2 separate regions of the Mus musculus genome follow, and region 2 is linked to region 1. A link is a contact called in public HiChIP or PLAC-seq data. All regions are on one chromosome and are shown on one strand. The core of a region is the stretch at or near the end of the contact, and the rest is flanking DNA. Distances in the headings are between cores, read along the strand shown. Region 1 has its middle 130 kb from the start of Dtwd1. Region 2 overlaps Atp8b4 (ATPase, class I, type 8B, member 4).

The links. HiChIP or PLAC-seq counts read pairs in DNA pulled down with a chosen protein or histone mark.
Region 2: a CTCF HiChIP or PLAC-seq map of the NIH/3T3 cell line shows a contact between it and region 1, with 16 read pairs. The contact joins two enhancer-like sites. A contact is called at or near these places in 1 of 15 datasets of contacts at CTCF or cohesin (the NIH/3T3 cell line), 7 of 484 Hi-C or Micro-C datasets (cerebral cortex, embryonic stem cells, granulosa cells and 3 more), 2 of 115 datasets of contacts at active chromatin or transcription factors (the NIH/3T3 cell line and heart atrium) and 2 of 9 other capture datasets (adipose tissue and embryonic stem cells).

What each region holds. Positions count from the first base shown.
Region 1 is chr2:126,282,817-126,287,954 of GRCm38.p6, forward strand. No RefSeq gene overlaps it. Among named protein-coding and RNA genes, the nearest start is that of Dtwd1, 130 kb to the left of the region's middle. Within about 2 kb of position 1,480, at least 21 of the 459 cell types and tissues checked have an H3K27ac peak or open chromatin away from gene starts, as enhancers often do. A contact at or near this core is called in the NIH/3T3 cell line, where this site is marked.
Region 2 is chr2:126,360,120-126,364,963 of GRCm38.p6, forward strand. Atp8b4 (ATPase, class I, type 8B, member 4) reads right to left here. Exons shown (of 28, transcript NM_001080944.3): 21 at 1,637-1,784. Among named protein-coding and RNA genes, the nearest start is that of Atp8b4, 130 kb to the right of the region's middle. Within about 2 kb of position 3,447, at least 63 of the 459 cell types and tissues checked have an H3K27ac peak or open chromatin away from gene starts, as enhancers often do. A contact at or near this core is called in the NIH/3T3 cell line, where this site is marked.

The DNA.
Region 1 (5,138 bases), core at 230-2,729:
CCTATCTAAGAGTCTGGACACCTGTCAAATACTTTAAAATGGGTTTATCATCCTTGGTTTGCCATAAATGCCTTTGAAAACAATAAACTCTTTAATGAGAAAAATACACAAGATTAAAGCCTGCACCCAACTTTCATCAACTTCAAATTAAGATGCCCTTCTTGCAGATAACACCCTATGCTCAGCATTTGAAATTTCCTAGGCATGGGTACTATTCAGGGAACTTTTATTCTGAAATTACCTCAGGAATCCATAACACATTTTGTGTATATTCTTAGTAGCAGCATCTTCGTCCTCAGGGTAGAATAAACTTGGGGAAAAGGACAGCCCATCGCTAAAGATCATTTGGCACTAAAGCTAATGAACACAGTAGGCAATGAAATTGGGCATTGCCTTTTTTGGTAAAAAAAAACAAGTAGAGAGTAGAGGAACAGGGCCCATTTTCTTTCTGACTCATGGGTTGGCTCTGCAGGCAGTTCTAAAAGAGGATTGTTGGAAAGGATTTGGACAGTGTGGCAGTATCATAACTAGTGGCATCTCCTATTCAGTCATATAACAAATATTTATGAGGCAATGAATAGGGAGAAATTGCCCGTTTCCTTTTAGCTGTGTGTATTTGTGATGTCCAGGACATACTTCATGACCATACCTTACAGATAGTTTTTAATCAGGCAACAGATTCTCTCCTTCATGCCTCCTTCAGTCACTGGCCTCTCCCAATATAGCTTTCTCTCTCACACACACATTTTCCATTAAATGCACATCTCACTATAAACATTATGATTTAGCCATATGTGACCTTTAACATTCAATAGATAGATAGATAGATAGATAGATAGATAGATAGATAGATAGATAGATAGATGATAGATAGACAAATAGAGATAGGTATATGATATATATGATTAATATATATCAATCATATAATATATTTCTACCTCTCTAGCTCTATCACTATATACATATATACATGTATATATATATATATATATATATATATATATATATATATACATATATACATGTATATATATATATATATATATATATATATATATATATATATATATATATAGCTTAGAATGACTGCCAGTATAGACTTAGCAGGTCAGTTTTCTTAACTGGGTTGTTGCTTGGTTTTCCTCTCTTTCGTGGTGCTAAGGATCACATGCAGGTCCCGTGCATGCCAGGCAAGCACTCAACCACTGAGTACATCCCCGCTGAGCCCAGGTCTCCTGACTGAAGCTCAGGCTGCCTTCAAGGTTACCCTCTTCACATTTCTACCTCTGAGAGTTAAGATATGAACTGGAACTAGCAGGCTTTTGCCAGCAGAGCTAGCTACACCTAACCACACATGGAAATCATTTTCCACCTTCCGGGGCAAATTGCAAAACCACTGGAATGAAGCAGATGAGGACTGAGGTAGATCAGAAGAGTCAGCCCTAGACACAGGCCAGGCCGTGACGTGCACAGTCATCAGAAAAGTCAGCCCTAGACAAGGGCCGTGACGTGCACAGTCACCAGGAGGAGGCGGTCCCTTTAATCACACAGCTGTAGCAAGGAAAGTGATTTGGTGTGACAATCAGCCAGTTTGTTTTGCTAAAGAAAAGCATGGGACAGAAAAAAAAATGGTAGTAAGGCAGATAGGTTATGACTGCAAGTGGTGGTGGTAGCCAAAGGCTCTACCATTAGGGAGAAGAGGGGGAAGGAAGGAAGGAAGGAAGGAAGGAAGGAAGGAAGGAAGGAAGGAAGGAAGGAAGGAAGGAAGGAGAAATGGAGGGGGGAGGGAAGAGAAGGAGAGGAAAGGAGAGGGAAGGGAAGGTAAAGGAGAGGGAAGGAAGGGAACGGAAGGGAAGGGAAGGTAAGGTAAGGTAAGGTAAGGGAAGGGAAGGGAAGGAAGACTGCTTGCCCAGAAAGACACAATGAATTTTACACCCTCCCCGAAAGTTTCCAATGAACTTGGAATAATAAAGTTTATGAAACCAAACCCACACTACAGATCATTTGAATCCAACATCCTGGGCATGGACTCCATATTTCACTTTGGGTCACTAAGTTTCTAGTGTCTAGCTAGAGTTGAGAGCTAATGATGGCCTCTCATTTCGTGTTAAAGAAGAAGAAATGAAACTTGAGTATTTTATACTGACAACCTGAGAACCAGGCAAAGAAGAGGAGACCAGCAGATAAACAGTGATGGCATAGACATGGGTTGGGTCAAAGAGTTTAGATTGGGTGAACTGGCCATGGCAGAAGTAGATTCTTTAAGTAGTCAAGTTATTTGGCTTCAAGGCATCTCTGAGAGAACCATGCCTACATGTGGACAGGATATGAAGACAATTTTGGCACCATCAGCTGGTAACTCAATCTCTATGAGCCTCAGTATTTTCATCTGTAAAATGGGAATACCAATCACACCTGTCTTGCCAGATGCACATATTCTAGCCAGAGCAGAAAACTAACAAGCAGAAAGTCCTTCTAAGTCATAGTTCCTTAAATAGAATTTCATAACTAAATGTGGAAATCAAGAAAAGTTTGGCTGTGGTAAATGGCTTCTGGATATGCAGCAACCAAAAACTAATTCAAAATCCAATATATAACAGGTTTAAACACTAACCCTTGTTGCATGCATAACTTCACAGTGAGCACTCTACCCTACCTGGCCCTAGCTCCACACAGTACCAACAGTCATTATGGGAAACACACAACCCTCGCTGCAATATGCTGTGTCTTATAGATTTACTGCTTTTGATGTGTGTACAATGCCCTCTGCTCTTACAAGAAGAGAAAAAAAAACCAGCTCAATTCTGGAAAACAAAGACCCGATAATTTTCCTATTCCCATCCTTCAAAATGTATTAAGTTAGTTTTTGTTTGGATTGTACTGTGTTAGAATGGTTGATCTTAAAAACTGCTGTCTGGAAGCCAGCGAGATGGCCAGTGGGTAGAAGTTCTGCTACCAAGCATAACGACCTGTGTCTGCTCCCAGGGGCTCACATCCTGGGAAAAGAAAACAGACTCCTGCAAGATGCTCTCAGACCTACACACATGCATAGTGTCGTGTGCATGGTTTGCATATAGACACAAAAATAATAAGTAAGTGCATAGATAAATAAATGTAATAAATCTTTTAAATGTCTGCTTGAGTGGCTGACTTGAAATTTGATTCTAACATAAATTCGGTTATGCCTGCAGGTATGTCTCAGACATGACGTGAGTGCTGGGAAGAGAGAGTGTTCCGGAAGAGCAGCCCTTGCTCTTAACCACTGAGCCCTGCTGACTTAGTTTTACTGTAAAATGCTAAGTGAATTCAGACTTAGAATTATGGTAGAACTTCTAGCAATCTCTGAAACAGGTCTAACCATCCTTCTCTGTCCTTTCTTATTATATATTTATGTGATACAACATTCACAACAGGTTGTAAGGCAGAGAGTCATCTGAGATGCTCTGCGTGCAGTAAATACCACACTTTCGGCCAAAATTTGATTATTTATGTAAAAATAAACAAGCACACCCATCTTATTAGTATGTAAATTTTATTTAATCTTTAGTAAATGGTAAAATATGTATGTAGATGGATGAATTGTTGCAAGTGACTTTATTATCTACTAACAGTAAGTATACACCCATTTTAAATATTTATACAGGCAAGGTCACCTGAAAGATGACGCACAAGTGAAAAGGGTTTAAGAGGCCCGTCTGTAGGGCACTATGGTTCTCAAGCAGATGTAAAAGCTGAAGCAAAACACGCCTGTGCTGGGGAACTAGAAGATTCCAACAGGAAACAGGTAAGGACGGGGTGGGAGACTCCCTGTGTGTGTGAGGGGAGCGAAGCACGTTTTTGGAAAGCAAGATGGAAAAATATATCACAAGCCAAAAAGATGTTTGTACTGTTTTAACCAGTAATCCCACTCATGGAATTTATCCAAAAGAAATAAATCAAAAGGAGAAAAAGAAGCCGCAGTGTATGAAAAAGATCCATACCATAAAGGACTAGAGGCAGAAGGAGCAGCCAAACTGGGCAACCCTTTGTACATTCATCCTCCCAAGGAAATGGTAAGCGGACTTTCAGGACCTTTGTTTTAGCTCTCTCCTAATTATCAGAAGTCTGTCTTTAATCATACCATGTCCACTTGCAGGCATGGGAGCCTTCGGACACCACACACACTGTTGTCATCTGCAAACTTCATGGCTGAAAATGATGCATCAGTCTACGAAGGCACCTCTTGATGTCTTATGGAACGTTATGAATTTGTACTGGGCCACATTCGTAGCTCTCTGGGGTATGTAGCCCTTGGCAGCAGGTTAGATATGCCTGCAAGACACACTGTATTTTACAAATTCATATAGGAGAAATAAAACTATCCCTTGACCAATCCTAATTTTCCATGTCACTGTTAACAGTTGGTTACGTACTACTTAAGACACTTTTTAAAAAGTAGCATGAATGGCAAATTCAGGGATTGTTAAACCTGTGGCATCTGATTCTAGCCTACACGTTTAACTACTACATGATACCAAAGCAATGTTCCTCCTTCTCCTCCCCCATCTCCTACTACTGTTTTTACAATAAAGAATACCAGTTGCCAAGACTTGGAGGTAGAGTGAATGATGAATAGGTAGAACACAGAATTTTAGATCAGTAGAAATAAGCTTCATTAGGCTGTAATCATGAATATATATCAGTACACACTTGTTCAAGTCCCTATTATGCTAAGAGCACATACTAATTACGCTATTGACTAAGAAGTGTCTAGTAGTTTTTGTTCATTTCAGAAAAGAACTAAATTTGCATTCCAGGAGGCTACATTGCTAATGTGAAGGTTGCTGTGGGGAAAGGTGGTATGTGAGAAGCAAATGCTACACTGAAAAAATGCCTGCCAATTGTATATTGGGAGTCATTCTAGTGCCTATTAGCTGAGCAGTGATTAGTGCCTATGTAGCCTGAACAGCCATGGAATCTAATCGGACCAACCCTTGCTGATTTCTCTTCTACTCCATGTTAATTCGTGAGTCAGTAGGTGATCTTTCAGTGCTCTTTCCATTGGCCACAGCTTTGGCTTGAGTCAGGACCACAGCACATGTTAGAATACCTAATGATGTTCAGAGAGGTCGCTATGTTTCCATACTCAGTACTGTCCC
Region 2 (4,844 bases), core at 2,197-4,696, 79 kb after region 1:
CAAGGACTATGCTCCAATCATGTCTGAGTTCTCGGCCACTCTCTAGCACTGTGACCTGGCCAGTCTGTGTAAACAATGAAAATGGTATGAGGCAATGGGTGGGTAAATGAGGCCAAAGCTGTGACTCTGGTGCAGAAAAATTCTATATCAAAGTCTATATGCCTCAGAAAACTGTGGACCATCATTCTCAAATATACCACATGTTCTGAAAGACAAGGCATATAACTGGCTCTTTTGCTCAGAATGGCCCCTTTTGCCTCTGCTCATTTTTCTTTATTATCAACAAGTTAAACGTAGACTTGGGTTTTGATGAAGACAGACCTGGATACATTCAGAAAAGCTTCAGAATTTGAGAGAACTGGAGCTATGATTTAAAAAGAAAGCAAACAAAACCTGACTGTACTAGCAAAAATACAGACAATTCTCCCTAACTGAAGAAGGACATCTCATGGTTTCATGAGCACAGGGCTTTGAAGCAAACAGGGCTCCTGAAGAGCTTCCAGCTTAGAGCCTTCTTTCAACAGAGGAAAAGACAGGCTAGGTGACTATCACCAGAAAGCCCATGCCCTACAAACACTGCTTCCTCAAGCCCAGGGGCCTGTCAAAAGCATAATACAGGAGGGATCCTGTCCTACCGAGCTGCCCAGGCCACTCAACTCCAGATCTCAGCAGACAGACATAACTTTCAGTTGGTGTTCATCTGTGCAAGGGAAAAGTTCATGTCATCTGGACCAGTTTTTGACTGAGCTTGGCCTGCAGCTGAGCTCTGTAACTTTCCACGGTGTGGAAGCAGCACTCTGCTGCGTCTGGGATCCAGCTGGATAGTGCTTAGAGAGCTAGGAGCTAACAGGCGGACGGTCACAAGGGGGAATCTAATAGACTCAGCTCCAACTTCTTTTGTCCACTAAGAAACTGCCTTCAAGAACAAACGTTCATTTTTTCCAAACTCCAAAGTGAAAAATGAGCACCAAAGCCAAAGAAAGATGTGAGATTAAGTTCTTTGTACATAGAAATGATAATTTCACGAGACTGCAGTCGGGGCTTTTGTATTCTAATTAGAGACTCAGGAGGAGCGGTTGAGTTTTGTTTGGGGCTTGGAACCTGAACTGCGTTAGAAGTACAATGCAAGTTTATTCTATTATGACAAGAGCCAGATTTCCTAATGAAATCAAATCGTTTGGCTTTGCTGCAGAACGTTGCTATTTAGAAAAACCACCAGAGGTATCTTAATGGCAATGATTTGGCGTGGTAATTCTGTGAAGGTCAGGTTATGACTCGCAAATCACAAACCTTCGCAAGAACGGTAACTGAAAAACTGATCTGCGCCATCCCCCACCGTCTTCCAAAAGCGTTTAAACCGTTCTGCGAAGCAACGGAAGTAACCGTTTAGGCAGAACTCATAGACTCCCTGCGAACTGTTTCTCCAGAGCCTCACATCCAGTGCGATCCTTCAAACAATGATGTCTGAAAGGCACACTGGAAGTCTTTCCTTCTGCAAACAGGAAATCCTGTGCACGCCCTATCTCTTGTAGTGACATTTGTTTGAAAAACACAAAGGAGACTCTCATTAAGGCAGCACAAAAGAGATGATTGCTGGAGTAAAGAAAAAGAGAAGAACAGCCTCGGGCAAACTCACCAAACTGTGGCCATTTATGACTAAGGCATATTCTCCTGTCACAGCCTCTCCTGCACCCGCGTCCAACCCCAACCGCTGCTTGTTGTCATAAACTGCATGTCCATTGGAAAAACTCGTGCTTTGTCCAAGCAAATTTTCCTTTGCTTTCCTTAAAGAATAAGAGAATTAAAAAAAGGCATAACAAAGCACACAGAGCTTGTCTATAACTGAACCAAGAGGCCGGCCTGGAAATGAACTCATGCTACCACTCTTCAGCGTAAGGCCCAGGTATTAGGCCACCAAGCAGAGGGAAGGCCAGACAGCAGTGCATGTCAATCCTGCAGGGGCTGGGGGAGCACAAGGAACTAGGCAGCTAAACACAGAGAAAACAGAACTACCTCAAACATTTTACACTACCTAAAAACTGGCTTTAACCAAGGAATCTTGATAGCTTTGGTGTATAAAGAACCACTCTCTGGAAAAACGGTGTTTTTCAATATGCTAAACAAAAACTAAAGGCGATGAATGAAACCTTCTCATTACAGAGCACTCCCCTCCTTCCCTCTCTCTTTCCTTTTCTCCATTTTTCCCTCTCCCTTTCTTCCTGACGTACGTACATACGTGTGTGTGTGTGTGTGTGTGTGTGTGTGTGTGTGTGTGTGTGTGCGCGCGCGCGCGCGCGCGCATGCGCTCATCATTATATAACCTGGCTGAAAACAATAGTCCACTTATAAACACATTTTGTTTAACTTTGAAAGAGATTCATGATGCCATTTATTATTATAAAATAAAAGAAAAATATTTTAAGTAAAAATAAAATCCTCATAAGTTTAAATGATAACAATGACCTTGTGAGAAACTCCAAACTCCAAACATGGGGTTTTTACAAATAGAAATTCCTCGCAATGCTAAAGACCTAATCAGTAGCTTATATGATGACATAAGCCCATTAGAACTGGCATTCTACTGTTCTCCTAAAAAATGTGATAATGTCTTTAATAGGAAGGTAAATTCCCACCCAGAAGACCTGTGGGTGACCAGGTTATAAATAACAGGTCTGTTGGCATGACCACAGTAGCTTCCATCATAGGAATACCGGCAGATGTCCCCTGCAGAAGGATGCCCAAGCCAGCCCCTGCATGTGAATATACCACTACATGTATAGATGAATTCCAGAAGAAAACAGAAAGTGAAGAATAGGTTAGCAGATGTTTCGACTTATGGCAAAATGAACTGTCTTCTTGATGTCCTGCCCAGTGTGGAAAGCATTTATTACAATGAGTTTATGCTGAAGATCCTCTGATGGGAGAGAATGGTCATATTAAAACAAGCATTATGCCTTCAGCTTTTGAGTTATTTAACATACAGTGATGCATATAAAAATGCATCACCAAGAGTTTATGTATGAACTACAAAAGCAGACCCAGAAGCAAAGGCAGGTCACCTTGTTTCCTGGCTCAACACTGCCCTCTGCTGTCCGGGACCAAAATCGTGCCTGCACTTAGACTTGTCACTCAGCCTTGGTTCCAAGGATGATATCAGACAGTTAGCAGGCAGTTTGCAGAAACAAACAAAAGGATGTGTAAGGTTAGAAGGCTGTTTGAAATGCACTGTGGGGAAGGAGACAGAGCAGGCACAGAGGATTACTGTTGCAAGCAGAAGGCTCCAATGTCCTCGGTAGATAAGCAACCCAATGAACGCTCATCATGGTCATGAAAACTGGCAGCGCCATCTGATGAATGGGAGAAATGATACCAGACATGAATGTGTGTCTCTGACGGCACTGCAGATCTCATAAACTGGGCTTTGAGAAGGCACTGAAGCAAAAAAAAAACATCTCCCAGGGTTTCCTGTTTGGTGAGGCTCCCATTTGCTGTGTAAATGACTCAACCTCTATTTCCCCCTTGCAAAACGAAAACATTCCAAGGGAGGGTGAAGTTCATGAACACACTGGCTGAAATTCTACTTATTTAGGAGCTTTCCCCAACAATGTCTCCCTAACATGTGACACAAGTCCCTTTCCAGGCAGAAAAAGAACAATTTTTATGCTCTGCTAAAATTGCTAATGCTCCCCCCACCCTCCAAGGCCTTCACTCCCTGCCAGACTGGAATGAGTGCACTGTAAGACCTGGGTGGGTGTTCATAGCTGTCCTTTCTCTTACTTCCTGGAACTCAGCTCTCCAAACACAAGCTGGTTCTTGCAAATGCAATTCATCAGGAAGGAAGAAAGCTACACATAGTACCTTTCGGTGAAGATGGACAGTGTGTGGGCATCCGACATTCTACTGGACCTCAGAATACAAACAGATGTGAAAAGAAGGGCTCTGCCTTCTAGGCTTTGTAATGAGGGCAGTTTAGTACAATGCTGTAATGCAGAACCATAGGCAGGGTTGAGTTGACTAGAGCACTCACAGCCCATACCATCTGAACACACTACAGCGGAGGGAGGGAGCGCTGTGCTCAGCCATGCATTCAGCCTGCAAAGGAGAGAGGGGGTGCGAGGGATGAGCCATTTTCCTCAGTCCTTTCCTGGCACTCTAGATGCAGGAAGTAAAAGAGATCTGTTAGGAAATAGATTTAAATTATGACATTATGTTTAAAGGAAAATAATTTGGACTTTGGTAAAAGGCCAGAGCTTTGAGCTTGCTTGTTCCTTGGAAACTTGGGTCTGCCTCTGACAGATTAGCTATCTGACTTTAGGCCACTTGATTAGTCCGGGGCAGATCCAGGACTCCAAATTCCTAGTTCTTGGTTATCAAAACAAATGGCTTTACATATACAGCCAGCCACAGGCTATCTCTAGGTTGGAGTAAGATATGCCACCAGAGAGTAATGAAGGAGACAGCACCGCCCTTCAGAGAGTGAGGAAGAAAGGAAGTGAGTGAACTTTTTAGTTCAAGCTTCCAGTTCATTGCCCCACAGACTGTTAAAGACGTCGATCCTTTATCGTCGATCAGAAATCGGGGACCGGCTCAGAGAGCGATCAACCCCCTGAAAACAGGGAACTGTGTGCACCAAAATGCACATCAGAAGTCAAAATGTAATGCTTTAGAGTGTTACAATTTATGAGAAGAAACCTGACCTACTAAAACAGTTTACTCGGGATAACAGAACTTGAGCATTCAAACCTATTTGGTCGCTACTGTCATTAATGACTCTATGATATCACAGTCAGTGTTATGTTCTGCTCCACGAAAGGACTCCTAACTGGCCAATATCTTATAAACAG